Linked DNA regions of Sus scrofa: region 2 is linked to region 1. A link is a contact called in public HiChIP or PLAC-seq data. All regions are on one chromosome and are shown on one strand. The core of a region is the stretch at or near the end of the contact, and the rest is flanking DNA. Distances in the headings are between cores, read along the strand shown.

Region 1 (4,085 bases), core at 865-3,364:
ACTCTGAATCTAACCTTAAAAAAAAAAGTCTGAAGCATATTTTAATCTGTGAATACTCTAAATTAATGTTTAATATACCTCCCTTTTTTTAAAAAAAGTGCTTATTGGAAGTTCCCATCGTGGCTCAGTAGAAACAAATCCAACTAGTATCCATGAGGATGTGGGTTCGATCCCTGGCCTTGCTTAGTGTGTCGAGGATACAGTTGCCATAAACTGTGGTGTAGGTCACAGATGCGGCTTGGATCCCTGCTTGTTGTGGCTGTGGCTGTGGCATAGGCCAGCAACTATAGCTCCCATTGGACCCTCAGCCTGGGAACTTCCATATGCCAGGGGTGCAGCCCTAAAAAGCAAAAAATAAAAAATAAATAAATTTTTTAAAGTGCTTCTTGTCCTTCAAGCAAAAGAAACATCCATTGTCTGGCCCTCTTCAAGGCACAGTACATCTCTAACTTCCAACCTTGGCATGGCACTTTTTTCCCTTTTCCTATTGTAAGAGCTCTCTAAAGTCTTGTCTACAGAATAATGAAGAAAACATCACTGTCTGCAAGACTGCTTGTCACCTCTGAATATACTCTGTCAACATGCTGCCACTTCATCTTGTTTAGACTCATCGACTGCTTTGTAGAAGGACACCAATGTCCACATCTATCTCCTTGAGACAGGCAGAAAAATGAATTCTTTTTCCTGTCTCAAAAAGAGCTGACAAGCTTTTAGTAGTGTTTATCTTCACTGAAGGGTGATAACCTTGAAAATGAAAGTTAAAAGAGACTGATACAATTAAGTACATAGTCTTCTCCAATCTATATTACTGTTAGTTTTCTTCTATAGTTTAATATGTCAAAGTTTTCTATTGTCCATATTGATTTTTTAAATTTAAAGTTAATTTTATTTACAGAATGCAAGTGCATCATGCTTGACCCTTTTGTAAAACTGTAATCCCTCTTAAGCCTAAAATGAGTTAAAAATTAGTTCCTTTAATATTTTCCATCCTTTCAACTACTTTTCCCATATAATCTGTGTCATATTTTATTTTCCTTTGCATTTGTTCACCTCATGTTATGTCATATGCAGTCTTGGGGTTTTTTAAAAATAATTTTCCGTGATTATAAGGCAAAATCTTAGCATTCTAATTGTTTACATTGGATTGACTCAGGGACAGTAACAGATGGATTTTAACAATTTCATTAATAATTTGTTGCTATAGACTGAATGTTTGTGTCCACACCCCCAAAAAATATACATGTTGAAATTCTAACCCCCAATGTGATGGTATGAGGAGGTGGGGCCTTTTGGAGGTGATTCACTCATGGGGTCTAGCCCTCATAAATGGGATTAGTGACCTAGACTGTGCCCACTACTAGGGTTCATCCAGACATGGATATATCTGGCAAGATGGTAGCTTGGTCCTCCAGAGACCTTTCTGCATGAGGGACTCTGAGTCCCTTAGGAAAAGGCTCAGCCCTAACAGAACAGGAAAGCTTTGGCCTTCAGCAAAAGCAATGTTTCTGAGTCCAGTATCATGTTGATTGCTCTGCTTTGTCTTAGGGCTGACCCCCAAGGTGTTGTGTCTGAGGCATGGCTGGGGTGGGGGAGGGGGTTGAAGAGCGCATGTGCAAAAACAAAGTGTAACACAAAATGGAAGAACACCGTTTTTCCCCATTATGCAGCAAAGCAAGGTGCAGCTGTGGCATCTGTGGGCTCCTGATTCAGCTCTGATGGAGCTGGTGGTTCCTGGTGAATGACTAGCAGCAGATTCCTGAGAGGGGTGGCAGCCAGCCTGCATACACTGGTGCCAAGCACACAAGAATTCCTCACAGACACACTGAAAGGTTATTCTAGGGGAACTGAAGTTTTGCAAAAGCAGGGCAAGCATTCTCTGCAGCAGCTCTGCTACTCTCCCCTCTGCTGCTGCCACCTACCAACTTCACATGCCTGTCTCCACAAGTGAGCCTGGCCAGTCTAGGGTCTGTTGTAGGCGGGGCTCCATCATCAAGTCGTGGAGGCTACTAGTCAGAAGGGGCCTTGGAGGCCAGATTCACACTGCCCTCTCCCATCTCTTTGTAGCTAGCTGGCACTGGTGGGGCTCTGAGCACCCGCTGAGTCGATGAGTCAGCATCCACCCACAGCTGGGTGTTGGTGCTTGTTCTCAGTAGGAGCTGAGTGCAGGCTAGATATCCTTGTGGGCTTAATCTAGCCTGCAGGCTGTATTTTGCCACCCCTGCTCCAGCCCTAAATTACTTCATGGTGACACAAGAATGTCTAAAAGTTACACTATCTGGTTCTTGCTCAGAATTTGATGTTACACCCTAAGTGTGTTATCCCAATAAAATACATGCCATCTCATGTTCTTTTTCATACTATTTCTAAAGAGCCAATGAAGGTCTTTCTTTGGCATGAATTTTTTTTTTAATCTTTCCCTCTCCCACCTCCACAAAATAATTATTGTCTAGTAGATATATCACGCAGTGACTTTGAGTAACCTAAATTATAACTTGCCCAAAAATAGCACAATCTAAAAAGTAAAGATTTTGAGACTTCATAGCAAGGTTTTAAGATGCTATCACACAGGGCTGGACAGAGTAACATCTCAACAAATAAATTTTTAGTTGGGTTTTAAATGGAATGAAATATCTGCTTGTTAGTTTGTTATCTGTGAGCAGGGCAGTGTGGTATACTCAAAGAGGAGCTTAGAAGACTCTTCTTTGAAGTCACCATTCAAATCCTAACTCCCTTACATGGTGTATAACCTTGGGGAAAAAAAATCATAAAGCAGAGATAATATACTGTATTCTCTGGGATGTGGTAATGATACAAATAAGTCTATAAATCATCTACTATGTTTGGTTCAATGGGAGTTAACTTTTTTTTTTTTTTTTTTTTTAGTCTTAAAAAATAGCTTTTTGGCCATATCCAATGAGGATCAAAAGGTCAGCCTCTGTCAATTCTCAGCTCTTAGCTAAGAGCATATAATGACTGCTATCAGGGACCTCTGTAAGAGGTTTCTGCTGTTTGAAAACTGAATGTCGGCTGTAGTGTAAAAATGGAAGTTCTTGATGGTGCCTGAGCCTTGGATGCTATAGAAACTTGCAGAAATATCACAGTTCCATTTTACTGACAACAAAAACTGTAAGCAGTCCCTTGATTAAATATGGCACATACCACTTAACCTGAAATACTGGGAGGTGGGAAGCAGGGAGATTACCCCATATTCCAAGGTCAAGTTTGGCCCACCTCCATCTATCTTTAACAACTCATTATGGAGACAGCACTGGACTGACTTAGGAGTCTAAAACCATGAGGTCTGGCACTGGTTCCACCGCTTCCTAGCTGTGTGCCTGAGATAAGCTACTTAAGTTCACTGAACCTCATTTTCTCATCTTTCTACCCTAATTTATTGACAGTTATCATCCTCCTCTCTGTCCTGGCTCCACCTATATTGCTTGGGCTTAATGAATGTCTCCTCAGCCCTGTGTCGGGTATTGACTTGTATCATCTCCTGTAATCTTTATACCAACGTAGTGAGGTAACTGTGAGTCCCATTTTACAGATGAGAACACTGAACCTCTGTGAGGTTAATCAGTTTACGCATCCAGTGAGTGGCAGAGCAGGAATCCAACTTCAAAAACCACTTGGTTGGAGTTCCCGTCATGGCGCAGTGGTTAATGAATCCGACTAGGAACCATGAGGTTGTGGGTTCAATCCCAGCCCTTGCTCAGTGGGTTAAGGATCTGGTGTTGCCATGAGCTGTGGTGTAGGTTGCAGACGCGGCTCGGATCCCGCGTTGCTCTGGCTCTGGCATAGGCTGGCAGCTACAGCTCCGATTCGACCCCTAGCCTGGGAACCTCCATATGCCGCAGGAGCGGCCCAAGAAATGGCAAAAAAAAAAAAAAAAAAAAACTTGGTGAGCCATCATTCTAAGCTGCCTCTCAGAAACTATGGTGATCTTTGGGTGTCTGGCAGTTATTCAGTACAAATATATTTAGGAAAGTTTCCTGCTTCAGGGAGTTTATATCCGAAAGTATAGTTCAGGAGTTCCCTGGTGGCTAAGTGGGTTAAGAATCCAGTGTTGTCACTGCAGTGGCTCA
Region 2 (4,085 bases), core at 1,159-3,658, 370 kb after region 1:
TTGCGGGAGTATTGATTCTATCTTTGCAAAATCAAACCTCTCTCTGTGTGTGAGTGGGTTAATGTATACGGGTAGCTCTCTCAAAGCTCTTTTGAGACACATTAATTTATTTATATATCTTGATAGTACAAATACTGAAGGAAACCTGCTACCCCATTGAGAAATGAGAAAACTGACAATTACTTGTAACTAACTGGGTTTACCTTCCCTGTGTTACACCCCACACCTTCCTGTCTCTGAAGTAAAGGCTTCTTTTTAAAAATGCTTTTAGGAGTTCCCGTCATGGCTCCGTGGTTAATGAATCCAACCAGGAACCATGAAGTTGCGGGTTCAATCCCTGGTCTTGCTCAGTGGGTTAAGGATCTGGCGTTGCTGTGAGCTGTGGTGTAGACTGCAGATGTAGCTTGGATCTGGCATTGCTGTGGCTCTGGTGTAGGCCAGCAGCTACAGCTCCAACTGGATCCCTAGCCTGGGAATCTCCACATGCCACCGGTATGGCCATAGAAAAGACAAGAAAGGAAGGAAGGAAGGAAGGAAGGAAGGAAGGAAGGAAGGAAGAAAAGAAAGAAAGAAAGAAAGAAAGAAAGAAAGAAAGAAAGAAAGAAAGAAAGAAAGAAAGAAAGAAAGAAAGAAAGAAAGAAAGTCTCTATCACTCCAAAAAGTCTCTCTACCCTTAAAAAAAAAAAATAAATAAAAATAAAAATGCTTTTACCTTCTTTTAAATCACTAAATCTATCATTCTCTGGCCTTCCCTTTTCATCTCCCTATCTAGTGCCATATATATATATTCCCACATACATGTATACATACATATAAAAAACCCAATCCAAGTACAAATACTTCAGAGGAAACAGAACTCTTTAGAGGTTGATATGTAAGTTGGTTCTAATGATTTGAAATTTTTAAATGAATAATTGAATGTACATAATCATTAGAACTTCTTTTGTAATTTCCTACCTATACAACATTTTGAATAATTTTACATGTTTTTCTGTTGTTTTGTTTTTGTCTTTTTGACTTTTCTTGGGCCGCTTCCGCGGCATATGGAGGTTCCCAGACTAGGGGTCCAATCGGAGCTGTAGCCACTGGCCTGCTCCAGAGCCACAGCAATGCAGGATCTGAGCCTCGTCTGCAACCTACACCACAGCTCACGGCAACGCAGGATCCTTAACCCACTGAGCAAGGCCAGGGATCGAACCCGCAACCTCATGGTTCCTAGGCAGATTTGTTAACCACTGAGCCATGGACGGGAACTACTTTTCTGGGTTTTAAAAAATGTTTTGTTTAAATATGTTAAAATCTAGGGGGTTCCCATCATGGCGCAGCAGAAACTAATTCGACTGGGATCCATGAGGATGCAGGTTTGATCCCTGGCCTTGCTCATTAGGTTGAGGATCTGACATTGCCATGAGCTGTGATGTAGGTTGCAGACATGACTTGATATGGCATTGATATGGCTGTGGTGTAGGCCAGCCACTACAGCTCCAATTTGACTCCTAGACTGGGAACTTCCATATGCCATGGGTGCAGCCCTAAAAAAGCAAAAATAAATAAATAAATAAATAAATAAATAAATAAATAAATAAATAAATAAAATTCTAGAAATAAAAGGGTTCTATTTTGGATCTTGAGATTGCTAAAAAAGGGAAGAAGATCCTGTAAAAGTTTAATGTTCTAAGAATGGAAAAGGAAGAAAATGAAACGATGATTAACTAAGTGTTTTATATTATTTTATTCACCATCAGGTAGATATCAAGCACAGAAGTAGCAAGAAAAATGATGTGAGACTTATGTAATATTTTCAGTACTGTCTTATGCTCAAAACATTTTTCAGCAAGACTACCACAGAAATTTTTAATGTTGACCAAAGAAAGCCTACAGAAAACAAAATAAAATATTACTTGAGAATTAAATATTTACTGACTGAAAAAATGAAGGATGACCATGTATCTCAGGTTGCTCAAGACAGTCTTGGCTCATGCTTATCAGAATAGTGATTTTTTTTTTTTTTTTTGTCTTTTTAGGGCTGCACCCACGGCACATGGAGGTTCCCAGGCTAGGGGTCAAATCGGAGTTATAGCCGTTGACTTATGCCACAGCCACAGCAATGTGGGATCAGAGCCACATCTGTGACCTACACCACAGCTCACGGCAATGCCGGATCTTTAACCCACTGAATGAGGCCAGGGATCAAACCTGTGTCCTCATGGATGTTAGTCAGATTCATTTCTGCTGGGCCACAACAGGAACTCCAGCATAGTGATTCTCAATAGTGCTCTCAAAAATACCCTTGTAGACGACTGCATTATTAGCTCCAATACTTCACCTTTCCCACTATCTATCCTTGTAGCATCCTCTCACTGACGCTATGGCCACATGACATGCTTTGGGCAACAGGCTATTAGCTAATGTGACAAAAGCAGAAACTTGCAAGGCATTTATGCAATTGGGCTTGCTTTTGTTCCTCTACCATACCAGGAAAACATACCCAGATCGAGCCTGCTGGAGTTTGGGAGACAAGTGGGACAGAGTCAAGCTGCTAAAGATAATAACACTAATCAATCCAACTGCGAACTGGCTGACCCAACTCTGACTGAGAGAACCCAACTGACCTGAAGAAGCATCAAGGAGTGCCCAGCCTGAATCACCAAACTTCAGACATGAGCGTGTGTGGGGGTGAGTGCGTGTGACTGATTATTTAAGGCCTTTCTTTTAACTTTTAGAATGATTTGTTGTTGTATTATCACGTCAATAATGATCAAATCTGGGAAAAAAACACTTTACATATAAATACATGACTATAGAGAGTTTATAAATAATACCTTCATTTCCATTAGTTCTGCTGTATTTGGAGGAGTGCTAAGAGCTTTTTCAGCTATCTTCTCAAATTCCTCACATAATCTGAAACATAGACAAAACTCATATAATTAAATTTTATTCCTAAAGGTACTCCTGTATACTATTTAAATGTCCCATTCCATGAAAAATACAGTATTACCTATATGACATCTAGTTAATTAAAAGCAAATTTGTGCTCAGTTACTTGTTCATTCAATACACATTTAATGATCATCCATTACATTCCCAACTACAGTATTAAGTGACAGAGATACAGGAATGTATGAGATGCAATAACTGCTTGTCAACCAGTTTCCAATCTAGTATAGAAGACAAGATCATGAAGAATCACTTCTAACCTATAGTTTCAAGGTCTCTACTAGAGATTTAGTTGAGATGGACACAGTTAAAATGGGCCTGTGTGCCCAGAAACTTCTAGTAATATGCAAATATTCCCTATTGATTTGGGTTGTGGGTAATACAAATAGTGAACTTACTATGAGGTTTTTTGTTGTTTTAAGAGTAGTGGGAGCTAAGGAAGTTCAGATAACATGAGTAGAAATTTCTTTAAGATTAATTGGCTGTGAGGTGAAGGAGATGGGAGTGGATGCTGATGACGTGGAGGGCCGGAGGATGGAGAGATTTAAAATGAGATAACGAGGGTCCAGAGGGATGGCTGGTGAAGAGGTTGAGCTCATAGGTGGAGAGAAGAGCTGTGAATGGCTGACAGACTCTTGCCCTCTGACAATGTGGGGAGGCAGGGAGGAAGGGCTTCATGGAGAGGTGAGTTGTGACATGTAGGGGCAAGGCGTTGAGGGCACTTGGATCTAATGGTTCCTGTAATAGTCCTGATGTGATCTCTGCTCATCCAGTGAGCCCGGTGAGAGGCATAATCAAGAGAAAAGAGGGAAAGCAAAACTGGCATGAGCTCAGAAGACAGTTAAGAGGCAGGGAAATAGCAATGAAATTAAAATAAGAATTTCACTCAGCATGAAACACTCTAAGTAAAAGACATTTTTACTCTTCCAGTGCTTTTAGAGGGAATGGTGTTTTAAGCTGAATATACAGTTCTGGTTCTTAGATAAGCTACCCAAGTCCTAGCCCTTTTTCCCTCTTCATCCTCCCACCCCTTGCTTCCCATCCCTCACAGTATCTGTGAAAGCAACACAAACCACGCCTACTTCTTGGACTACATCATGCCATTTTCATACCACACTCTTGGCTACATATTATTTCCTCTGCCTGGA

What was found. HiChIP or PLAC-seq counts read pairs in DNA pulled down with a chosen protein or histone mark.
Region 2: a contact with region 1 is called in an H3K27ac HiChIP or PLAC-seq map of alveolar macrophages. The contact joins two enhancer-like sites. A contact is called at or near these places in 1 of 47 Hi-C or Micro-C datasets (epiblast stem cells) and 1 of 2 datasets of contacts at active chromatin or transcription factors (alveolar macrophages).

What each region holds. Positions count from the first base shown.
Region 1 is chr15:99,551,232-99,555,316 of Sscrofa11.1, forward strand. No RefSeq gene overlaps it. Among named protein-coding and RNA genes, the nearest start is that of SLC39A10, 32 kb to the right of the region's middle. Within about 2 kb of position 2,115, at least 23 of the 83 cell types and tissues checked have an H3K27ac peak or open chromatin away from gene starts, as enhancers often do. A contact at or near this core is called in alveolar macrophages, where this site is marked.
Region 2 is chr15:99,921,148-99,925,232 of Sscrofa11.1, forward strand. It overlaps DNAH7 (dynein heavy chain 7, axonemal), which reads right to left. Exons shown (of 67, transcript XM_021075816.1): 15 at 2,823-2,901. Among named protein-coding and RNA genes, the nearest start is that of DNAH7, 64 kb to the right of the region's middle. Within about 2 kb of position 2,409, at least 1 of the 83 cell types and tissues checked has an H3K27ac peak or open chromatin away from gene starts, as enhancers often do. A contact at or near this core is called in alveolar macrophages, where this site is marked.